2 separate regions of the Gossypium raimondii genome follow, and region 1 is linked to region 2. A link is a contact called in public Hi-C data. All regions are on one chromosome and are shown on one strand. The core of a region is the stretch at or near the end of the contact, and the rest is flanking DNA. Distances in the headings are between cores, read along the strand shown.

Region 1 (4,910 bases), core at 1,985-4,484, 170 kb after region 2:
AATCAAAAACAAAAGTTGCCTCTCTATCCACAGCAACACAACTAAGCACACAATGAAAGGGATGAAACTCTAGCTTCCAGTATCAATTCTATGTGACATAGACTAAGGGCCTGAATGATTCTCAATTCAATCCATTCTTATAACCTAAGTCCGGTATTTTTCTTTACTTTTTCTTGTATGATAGGGAGGAAGGGGCCTTTCATAGATCTGGTAATGGGAAGTGAATAAATGTCCTCATTATTTAAATTCTTTCCTTCAAGTATAGGATAATAATTATAATAAAAGTTGTGAATAATTAATATCTAATATTGCACGCATACACATTGTAAAAGGTTGGAAAGGGGTACAGTTCAAAATTTGTCTCATTAGTACGATAAAGATGAAATGAATCACAATTTCTATCAATAAAACCTCCACACCACCGCCCCTCCCCCCCATCCCAAAACAAAACAAAAAAAAAATAGTAAAAGAGAAAAAACAATAGTTCCCATATGCAGATGATGCTGAATCCATAAGTTCTAACTAATTTTATCCACCTTGAACTTGCTTTTATCAGATGATTGTACTCGGCAAACAAACCCATCTCTTGCTTCGTCCTCTGTTATTGTGACAGAGTAGAAGTGAGCGCATTGTTTTTCAACCTGTTAAACATCAGTGACTGCATAAATAATCTATAGAAGTATTAGAGAAAAAAAAAAACATGAATATAGTTACCTCACCTTCCTAGAAATAGGTTGCCCCAGCTGAAGTGGGCGAACAATGACCGCACCATTAAGTGCCTCCTCCAAAACAGTTGCAGACACAGTGGTCTTAATTGGCACGCCAAGTTTACTGTTCATAGGAATTAGTTAAAATTCTATCCCATGCTTAACATTCATAAAGGCAATGAAACAATGAGACATGTCAACTAATATAATAAGGAAAAGGAGTTACCTAAAAAGCGCAGCAAACATGGTGTTCACAGCCCCCAAACTTGAAAGATCTAGCTCCAATTCTTGGTTATCAGCTTCAACAGCCTATTCAAGGAAAGAACGTCATCAATTAAATTTAATGCTTTATCAATAAAATCAAGCTCTGTCATGCAAGATGGAACTTTAACAGTTTTAAAAGTGGAAGAACAGGATTCTCTAAAGCCTCCAAGTGCAACCAGTGTTGCTAAGGTGCTGTGCCTTAACCATGAATGACACTTTGATGAAGTGCATGCTAAATGCACCTAACACTTTTTATAAGGTGCTAGGCAGAAAAGGACCGCCTGCCTGAATTTCTCTTTAACAATTAACTTTTATTGTGTTCAATTAACTGTATCTTTACCAGTAAAAAAGGGAATGATGAGATGCATATTGGCCAATAAAAGAAAAAGAAAACCTAGCATGTTTGTGGGATAATTTATACCACTCGTTAGAGTTCATATTCATAATTACATATCTTAAGTTTTCTTTTTATAAATACACAAGCTACAAAAATATACAGACATATATACTTGTTGTTCCCAACTTCATGCAGGAGGGCTTTTTTTACACCTTGAACCTCAAGCAATATAAAGGTTCTAGCACCTAGATTGTGCCTTGGGCTCTTGGCATCACTGAATGCAACAGTAAGAAAATCAGAGATAACCATCAGGCAAAATAATGCTTCAGAAAGTAGATGCATGTATAGCTTACCTCAAAACCAGCAGTGTCATACTGGCGTCTTTTATCCGGATCAGACAATATATTATAAGAAAATGTAACCTCCTTGAACATATCAGCTGCAACAGGATCATTTCCATTCTTATCAGGATGGTACCTGAAACAGCTAAGATTAGCATTTATAGCTCAGCCGCCTCAATACAGCAAGTTTTTTGGGTGTATAACCAGAACTTTATATGCTTAATGTCAAGAGATGTCCAACGTGAACCTATCTGAAAAGTAGTCCATGCCATACATTGTATGTCCCAAATCACATATTTCATTTGTCATAGCTGCTTGCTGGAAAGGAGCATCATCAGGGCAAATAAACCATTCTTTGGACACATGTTGGAAACAATCATTTGGATACTTTAGTTATGGTTTTATCTGTTGTTTGACAAGTATTCCACATATCCAACCAGTCACTAAAGGCCAGCGTTATTCTGCTTCAAATGCCTATCCCTGCACAAGCATGGTATGGGACACCTGATCTAAGCAAAATCTGTTGTCTAACTGGCAAATACCAACACTAAAAATCTGAAGCTTGGCCAAGTCCTCCACAGCTATTGCTATATGTTGATAAATGACTGTCCTACACACTATCATTGGGAAGGCAAACCATCACACCGAACCCCAATCACTCATAAATCTCCAGTTATGGTTCGAAAATGCCATCCCAATTCAGGTCCTAAATACTTGGTATACTCCATGTACGCAAGTGAATTTACCTTATAATTAACCATGGTTATCAATATCCTCAAACTAGTGTACTCTGATGTACCCTGAAGTAATCACTAAAAACTCTTAACAAAAATACCAAGAATTCGAACATTTGAACAACTTCAAACTTATAAAGGAAAAAGACCGAAAATTTACAATTTAAAAAAAAATTTTAAAAAAAGGTAAGAAAAACTAAACATACTTGAGGGCCATTTTTCTGTACGCGCTCTTAATTTCCTGATCCGTAGAGTTTCTCAAGACCCCAAGCACCTCATAAGGATCTCGACGAAGATGCTTCGCAATGCCGTCGTTTTTCTCCGACTTGGATCGATGTGGCGGCATTTTTCTATAAACACCACCAAACAAAAAAACTTAACCGGAATACTGTTCTATGTTAAGGTAAGAAACCCTAGAAATCCAAAACCTTCAACTAAATTCCAAAAACGGAATGGAAATTAACTCCCTTATGTCTCCACCACATTTCAACAAAGTAGGAGACTTTTTTAGGGGGTTAAGAAGCGAAAAAGGAAAGATTCAGGTGCATAGAGAAGAGAAGATAGAAAAAGGAAACTCCATGGGACTTCCAAGCTGGAGGTTTGAGAGAGAGAGGAGAAAGAAAGAGGAGGAAAATTGGAGGGGAAATTAATTAGGTGTAATGTTAATATTTTAATATATTCATTTTTAAAATTTAAATTTGAGACAACCTATATCGTCATTGGTTTATAAATATTTTCAAAAACCAAAAATCGATGGCTATGCGTTTATCTGAACAGTACCATTGCAGAATGGAGATTGCACACTGCGCACTGCAGTCTGCAGTCTGCAAGCGCATATCTGCTTGCATTGGCACGTGTGAAGGGATCGATGCGCACGTGGGTGCGCATTGCGCATAATTTGCATTCCCCGTTGAAGCGGGATTTTGAAAAAACATGGAAATTGTTTAATTTTATATTTTAATTATAATCTACAAATATAATTAAAGGTTGAAGTTTTTATAGCCCAAATTATTAGTTTATTAAAATATATATAAATACATAAATTACCGAATCTTGTTCTCTCAATTCCAAATACTGAATAATGATCTTGTTGCATGATTTAGAATAATCCGATCACTAACTTGCAGAGTATTCTTATTCCCACTGAAAATCTTTTTGTTTCCTCTAGTTTGGTTCTAAATTGTAATTTATATTTTCTTAGCATCACCGGTTCTATGGTGTAGTGGTTAGCACTCTGGACTTTGAATCCAGCGACCTGGGTTCGACTCCCGGTAGGACCTTTTTTGTTTGATTAATGCAAATCAAAGATTATTATTTTATGACACTTTGGTGTTTAAATGACCTTATGAAAAATGGTACAAACTTTACCTTAAAATGTGATATTTAAAAGAAAATTGATTATTAATTTTATCATAATTCGGACTAAAATTTATGTGGTTTTCTATTTTTCATAATTTTTTATGATTAATATTTTAACAATTAGACCGTTATATTTCATGCTCTAGTTATATAAATCATGCATGTCAAGTTTGATGTAAATTAAAAATTCTAAATAAAAAAAGACTTTCAGTCATCAAATATATATTAATATAAACAATATTTTAGATTGATATGATAGAGATACCGAATCGATTAAAAATTTTGCATGCATGATAAGTACAAATATTTTAACAAATTCAACTATTGAATGCTTAAAATATTAATAGCATAAAAGTTATCAATGGTGTAAAACAACTTAAGTCTTAAACTGTATAAGTGAATCCCTCCCTCATAATTATTTGAATGTGTATAATTTATATTTATAATTGTGATTATACCTATAATTATATAATTGTTTGATCCAAACCAATCTAATCTTCAAGTATAGTTGCTATTGGTAAGGCTGTAAATGAACTAAGTTTGAACGAACAAACCTCTGTTCATGTTCGTTTGTTTATTTTTAAATTTGTTCGTATTCAGTTTGTGTTCGTTAAGAATTTCAAATTTTTTGTTCGTGTTCGTTTATTTAAATTCATGTGAGTTCATGTTCGTTTGTTTAATATCCACGAACATGTTCATTTAACTTAATCGAACATGTTCACAAACATTAAATGAACATGTTCATGAACATATAATTGAACATGTTCACGAAAAATATTAATGAATAATAAACAAACATATAATAAATAAATACATACACATAGATATTATTTCAATATTTTTATAAGAAAATATCATTAATAAATAAACGAGTCATAAATGAGCCAATAAACGAGCTTATTCGTGAACATAAACGAACCGAACACACATCTGTTTGTATTCGCTTGTTTATTAAACAACATAAAAATTTTGTTCATACTCGCTTATTTAACTTAGTAAACGAACGTTATACGAACGGTTCATCGGACGTTCTATTCAATTGCACCCATAACTATTGGTCTTCAAAGTCGAACTTCCATATATCTATAATATCCTCAAAGATTTTAACATATACGGAAGAAGTATATTTATGAATGTTGAACTAATTTTATAAACTCATAATAATACA
Region 2 (4,895 bases), core at 2,237-4,736:
AAATTATATATTTATATGTAATTACTTATCTACTTTGTACTAATTAAAGTTATACCACATGAAACCATTACTCAATTTATGCACCTAACATAGTTATTAAATTCATACTAACCTATATAAACACATTAATTATATATTTTCAACCAAAATACAAAATGTCCATTAACATACAAAATAGGCTTATAACCTAAAAGACTTCTTAGGTACATGCCAAGAAATAAAATAGGAACATCACCAAATGTTGAGTCCGGGGATTATCTTTGGATGCTGAGTCAACGTACAAACCAAAAAGTACCTAACCTGCACAGCAAGTTAAAATGTATGCTGAGTATAACTCAGTTTCATTTCTATATCCAAACATTTTTAGCAAAATACAAATACATTTACATGCTCAACTAAAACTAAATAATGCTATGCTAGAATCAAGTCAAATGTGAAATATTATACAAACATTACTTTATCTTAAACATTTTACTAATACCATTACATGGCAAACTCAATTCATACATTTCCATTTCTCTTTTGACTTATAATACATATTTCATTTCATGTCATTTGCTATTTCAATAGCATTTCCACTTCAACATCATTTGCCATTTCAATTTCAATAATGCAAGTTTACCATTTACTTTCCCTATTAATACGACTCAAACTTAGACGGATACACAGATCCAACCAACACATCAGTTTGGCACCTAGTGCCTCATCAGATAAATCCAAAGCAAATAATTGCGCCCAACATTAAAATAAGTTGACACCTAGTGTCTTATCGGTTAAACGAAGCAAATTAAGTATCACCATAACTCAACTTATTATTTATTTTTCCTTTTAATTTCATTGTTAGGTAAATTTTGAAAAACGAAGGAAGTTACGCATGAGTGTCTGACTAGAAATACAATATCGAGATTGGTTATTGTGATAAAGAGTTAAATTGTATAAAAATTTGAAATAGTATAATTTAGTAAAGTTGCACATTTGGCTTGAACATGAGACAAATCATGCCATATTTTATATGAAATGACATTCAACGGAAGAGTTTTTCTTGAGATCAATAGAATGGAAACTGAACTAAGAATGAAATTAGACTATGGGTTGTTGTAGTAATTGTTGGGCAAAGTTGAGAATAATTATTGAGTTATAGAATCGAGCAAAATAATAGTAATAATAATTGCTTTGACTATAAGTCAATGAGATCTAGGCGCATTTTCCTTCGAACGTCCCAACTGTGGCTTTCACAATTACTACTTTGGCTGAGCCGATGAATGCAAGGCACAAATTGTTTATGTCGGATGTACCGATATAAAATTACTTCGATTATAGGTCAATGAGCGCCTGGCGCACTAACCATCAGACATATCGCCGAGTGCTGGGCACGATTATTGCTTTGGATTAATTGATGAGTACTGGGCACAATTTGTTTAGTTCGGGATGTATTGATGAGGAACTGGGTAACGAATTATAGTATTAATAGGATCTGCAAATTAGTTCGGATCCGAGCTATGTATTAGCGAACATCAATATTGAACAGAAAGAATGGTTTGATATAAATTGGTAATGTAATGTAATATGACAAAATGAGACAAAATCGAATAAGGTTGCATATGTCGTTAGCAAAAAGTGTTAATAAGTTTGTTAAAATAGATTGGTTAGTTAAAATATCGCACTTGGTTTGTTTGGGATACATGTGTATATTAATGTTTTGGATAAACTTTGAAATGAAACATACTTGAATTGATCTAAAGAAGAAATAAATCAACTGAGTCCAATTATTTAAATTTCATGCTATATTGAGTAAGGTATAGTAATGCCATTTGAAATTAATACTCACCAAATGGTCTTATTTTCATATGCAGGCTAAGTGTATTTTGAGATTTTGTACTCAGAGTCATAAACATCTAACCGACAAATCCTAGGCTCAACAAAGTTCGTATATTTTGTTTTGTTTCAAGTTGGCATGTACTTGGTTTTTAGTAAAGTCGTCTGGCTATAAATATGTATTTGTGACATAAAAAAATAACTTTTGGTTGCTATAACCATAATATTATTAGTTAATTAAATGGCTTTAATGTGATATGCTTAGTCTGCGGTATGTTTCGGAATATCGATGTGTTATTGATTTGGGAGATGATTTGAATATGAATATATTGTGACATTTAAATTTTCTAGGGGTTTTTACTTAAAATAAGCAGACATGTTGCTGAAATTTAAAATTTTTTTTACCACTACACTACCATTCCAATAAAGTGAAATAGTAAAATAAGTTGTTTCGGCATTTGAATGTGACATTTTATATTCAGATCCTCTAACTAGGTCGGATATAAGGTGTCACATATGGACTAGGGTTTGGGATTTTTAAGGTCCCCAATGAATCAAGCAGTTCCTATGGCTGGTTCTTAAAGGCAAATTACTTACAAATGAGGAAAGACGGAAGCATGGTTTCACAGATGATCCATCATGTTGTGTTTGTGTTACAATTGAGGAAACTGTTCTGCATATCCTACGAAACTATCAATAAGCTTGGAGGGTGTGGCTATAGGTTCTTTCCTCTCAGGTACCATCTTCGTTTTTCAATACATCTCTCTCTTAATGGATCTGTATGAATTTACAAAACGGTTTCGACTTTCATTTTCACAATGCCTACTGGCCAACGCTCTTTGGAATGGTTATTTGGAGACTATGGAAGCAAAGGAATTCATTGATTTTCAATGGGCTACATCTTGAACTCTTTTCTTTTCTGAGAACCTGTTGGTTTTGGACTTTAAATATCAGTGAAGGGGAAGTTCCAATTCCAAATGGTAGGACTTGTCAAAACAGATGGCAAGCTCCACTAGTGAATTGGGTCAAGCTAAATATCGATGGTAGTTGTTGGTCCAATTTGAATCTTGCTTCAGCAGTGGAGGTGGCTAGAGATCAGCATGGTAAATGGGTTATAGGCTATGGAAGGAACATCGATAGTTGTATTGCGGTTGTGACGGAACTGTGGACGATTTTTGATGGTTTGCAGCTACTTTGGTCCAAAGGTGCCAACCATGTTCTTCTCGAAAGTGATAGCAAAGTAGTTGTCCACGCTTGTACCAGTGAAGATGACAGCTATGGGAACTACGCGTTGACCTCGTGCATCAAGGAAATTCAACATAGGAATTGGACAGTCCATGTTACTCACATTTATAGAGAGTCCAACATTGCTACACATGCATTCACAATTCTTACAAGATCCTAGTGTCACGAGCCGCAGTTCGATCTAGCCCCGTGACACTAGGATCAAGGATTGCAGGTTCATACAGCTCCAACAACTGTGCTCGTTACTTTGTTAGGCACTGATTCTAGGCCTACATATGCTACGTAGTTAGCTTTCCTTCTATTCAACCAAAAAAATTATAATTAATATGAGTAAAGGACAAACTTGTCCAGATTAGTTTTTGAAAAGCCAATTAAATTGAGCTCAAACCACCCAGGGTAAGAGTTAAAATGGAGTACGAAAATAAACGGATTGTTTTCATCGAGCTTAGCCGGTGCCGTTTTGGAGCGTATCACTAGAGAATTGATGAGTCCTGCACGAGGCTTAATCAGAAATGAAACTGTTTGGAGCCCAGGGCTGGAATTAGAGGGGTTCGGGCTTTGTTTTCATTTTGCCAACTTCCTCCCTTTCCCTTTGCCGGCGAAGTAACATGGCAGCAGAAGAAGAGGATGTATGGGCAAAAGCCACAAAAGTAGCTGATGATTTGTACGAGATTAGAGACACTTTTTTCCCTCAAAACGCCGATGATAAAACCTCTAAACTGCAACACGAATCCGATCTCGCTCTCAATCTCCTCGATTCCATTCCTGCTGGTATTTTCCCTAATCATACTGTTCATTTTTTTTTCTTCTTGCTTGCAACCAAATGGTTTGGGTTCTACTTTTTATTTATGCTATCAAATTTGTTGCTTTATTAATTTGTCGCTGCCATCCCTCTGCGATTACAACAACTCTGCATTGAATGCGGATTTGAAGCTTATTGCTTGAGAACACTGTGAAGACTTAAATGCCTATTACTAGAAATTTATACAAATGTTTCGGTCTAAAATGTCAGAATTTGGCACTTCTACTAACTCTAAACTATTTTAACTGGATGTTTTACTTGATGCTTGTGCTCCAATTTTTATTGAGTTTAATACTTGCGCTCTTATAATTTTTTTTTTGTTACTTTGACTCGCGACATCAAACTATCATGAAACTTGTTATAGGATTTTATAGAAGTGTACATGTATATATATAAATCGATATAGATGATTAACCATTTTGTCATGCCACGCCATGACCGAAATGCTGCATTATCCAAATTAACAGTAGAGTTTTTCTCAATTGTCTTTAAAGTAACTTTTAATGATAGTGTAAGGATTAAATTCGTTAATATTGACTGAGAGAGTCTAAATGGTCAAATTAAAATGGTGAAGGGAGTGAATGCGTACTTCAACCTATATATTTCTGTTAGATTGGTGTTCTTATATATATTTTTATCATGTTGGATATAATCTGCTGATGTGCAACAGCACCATTGAATTACAAACAGAAATGGGACAAGAAATTCTCATATTTTCTTTTTTAGCCTTATGTTTATATCAATCTTTTTTGGCTCATTAAAACATTTAAGTAAACATCTTTTACTACAGAACAAAGAAAATTACCTGCACGGCGTGCAGCATATGAGTATCTACGAGGGAAGATATTAGATGTAGTGCCTGACTATAGGAAGGAAGCAGAGGATCATCTTTCAAAAGCAGTAAGCAGGAACAGAGTGTTCTCTTGTTTTTATGGCTTGCTATAATGCTTGGCTCTGAATAAGGCTTATGCTTTTTATCTAATATTTTTTCTTCTCCAGGTTAAACTGAATCCATCTCTTGGAGATGCTTGGC

What was found. Hi-C and Micro-C count contacts between places; a contact is called where the count stands out from the background.
Region 1: a contact with region 2 is called in a Hi-C map of leaf, with 4 times the contacts expected there. The contact joins the promoter of LOC105780265 here to the promoter of LOC105779301 in region 2. A contact is called at or near these places in 2 of 2 Hi-C or Micro-C datasets (both in leaf).

The regions. Positions count from the first base shown.
Region 1 is chr4:7,047,804-7,052,713 of ASM2569854v1, forward strand. LOC105780265 (chaperone protein dnaJ 16) reads right to left here and starts at 3,235. Exons shown (of 13, transcript XM_052629312.1): 1 at 3,164-3,235; 2 at 2,590-2,733; 3 at 1,662-1,785; 4 at 934-1,016; 5 at 720-831; 6 at 537-641. The coding sequence starts at 2,729. It overlaps TRNAQ-UUG (transfer RNA glutamine (anticodon UUG)), which reads left to right and starts at 3,592; the gene lies at 3,592-3,663.
Region 2 is chr4:6,881,601-6,886,495 of ASM2569854v1, forward strand. LOC105779301 reads left to right here and starts at 3,487. Exons shown (of 13, transcript XM_012603056.2): 1 at 3,487-3,831; 2 at 4,653-4,762; 3 at 4,862-4,895. The coding sequence starts at 3,669.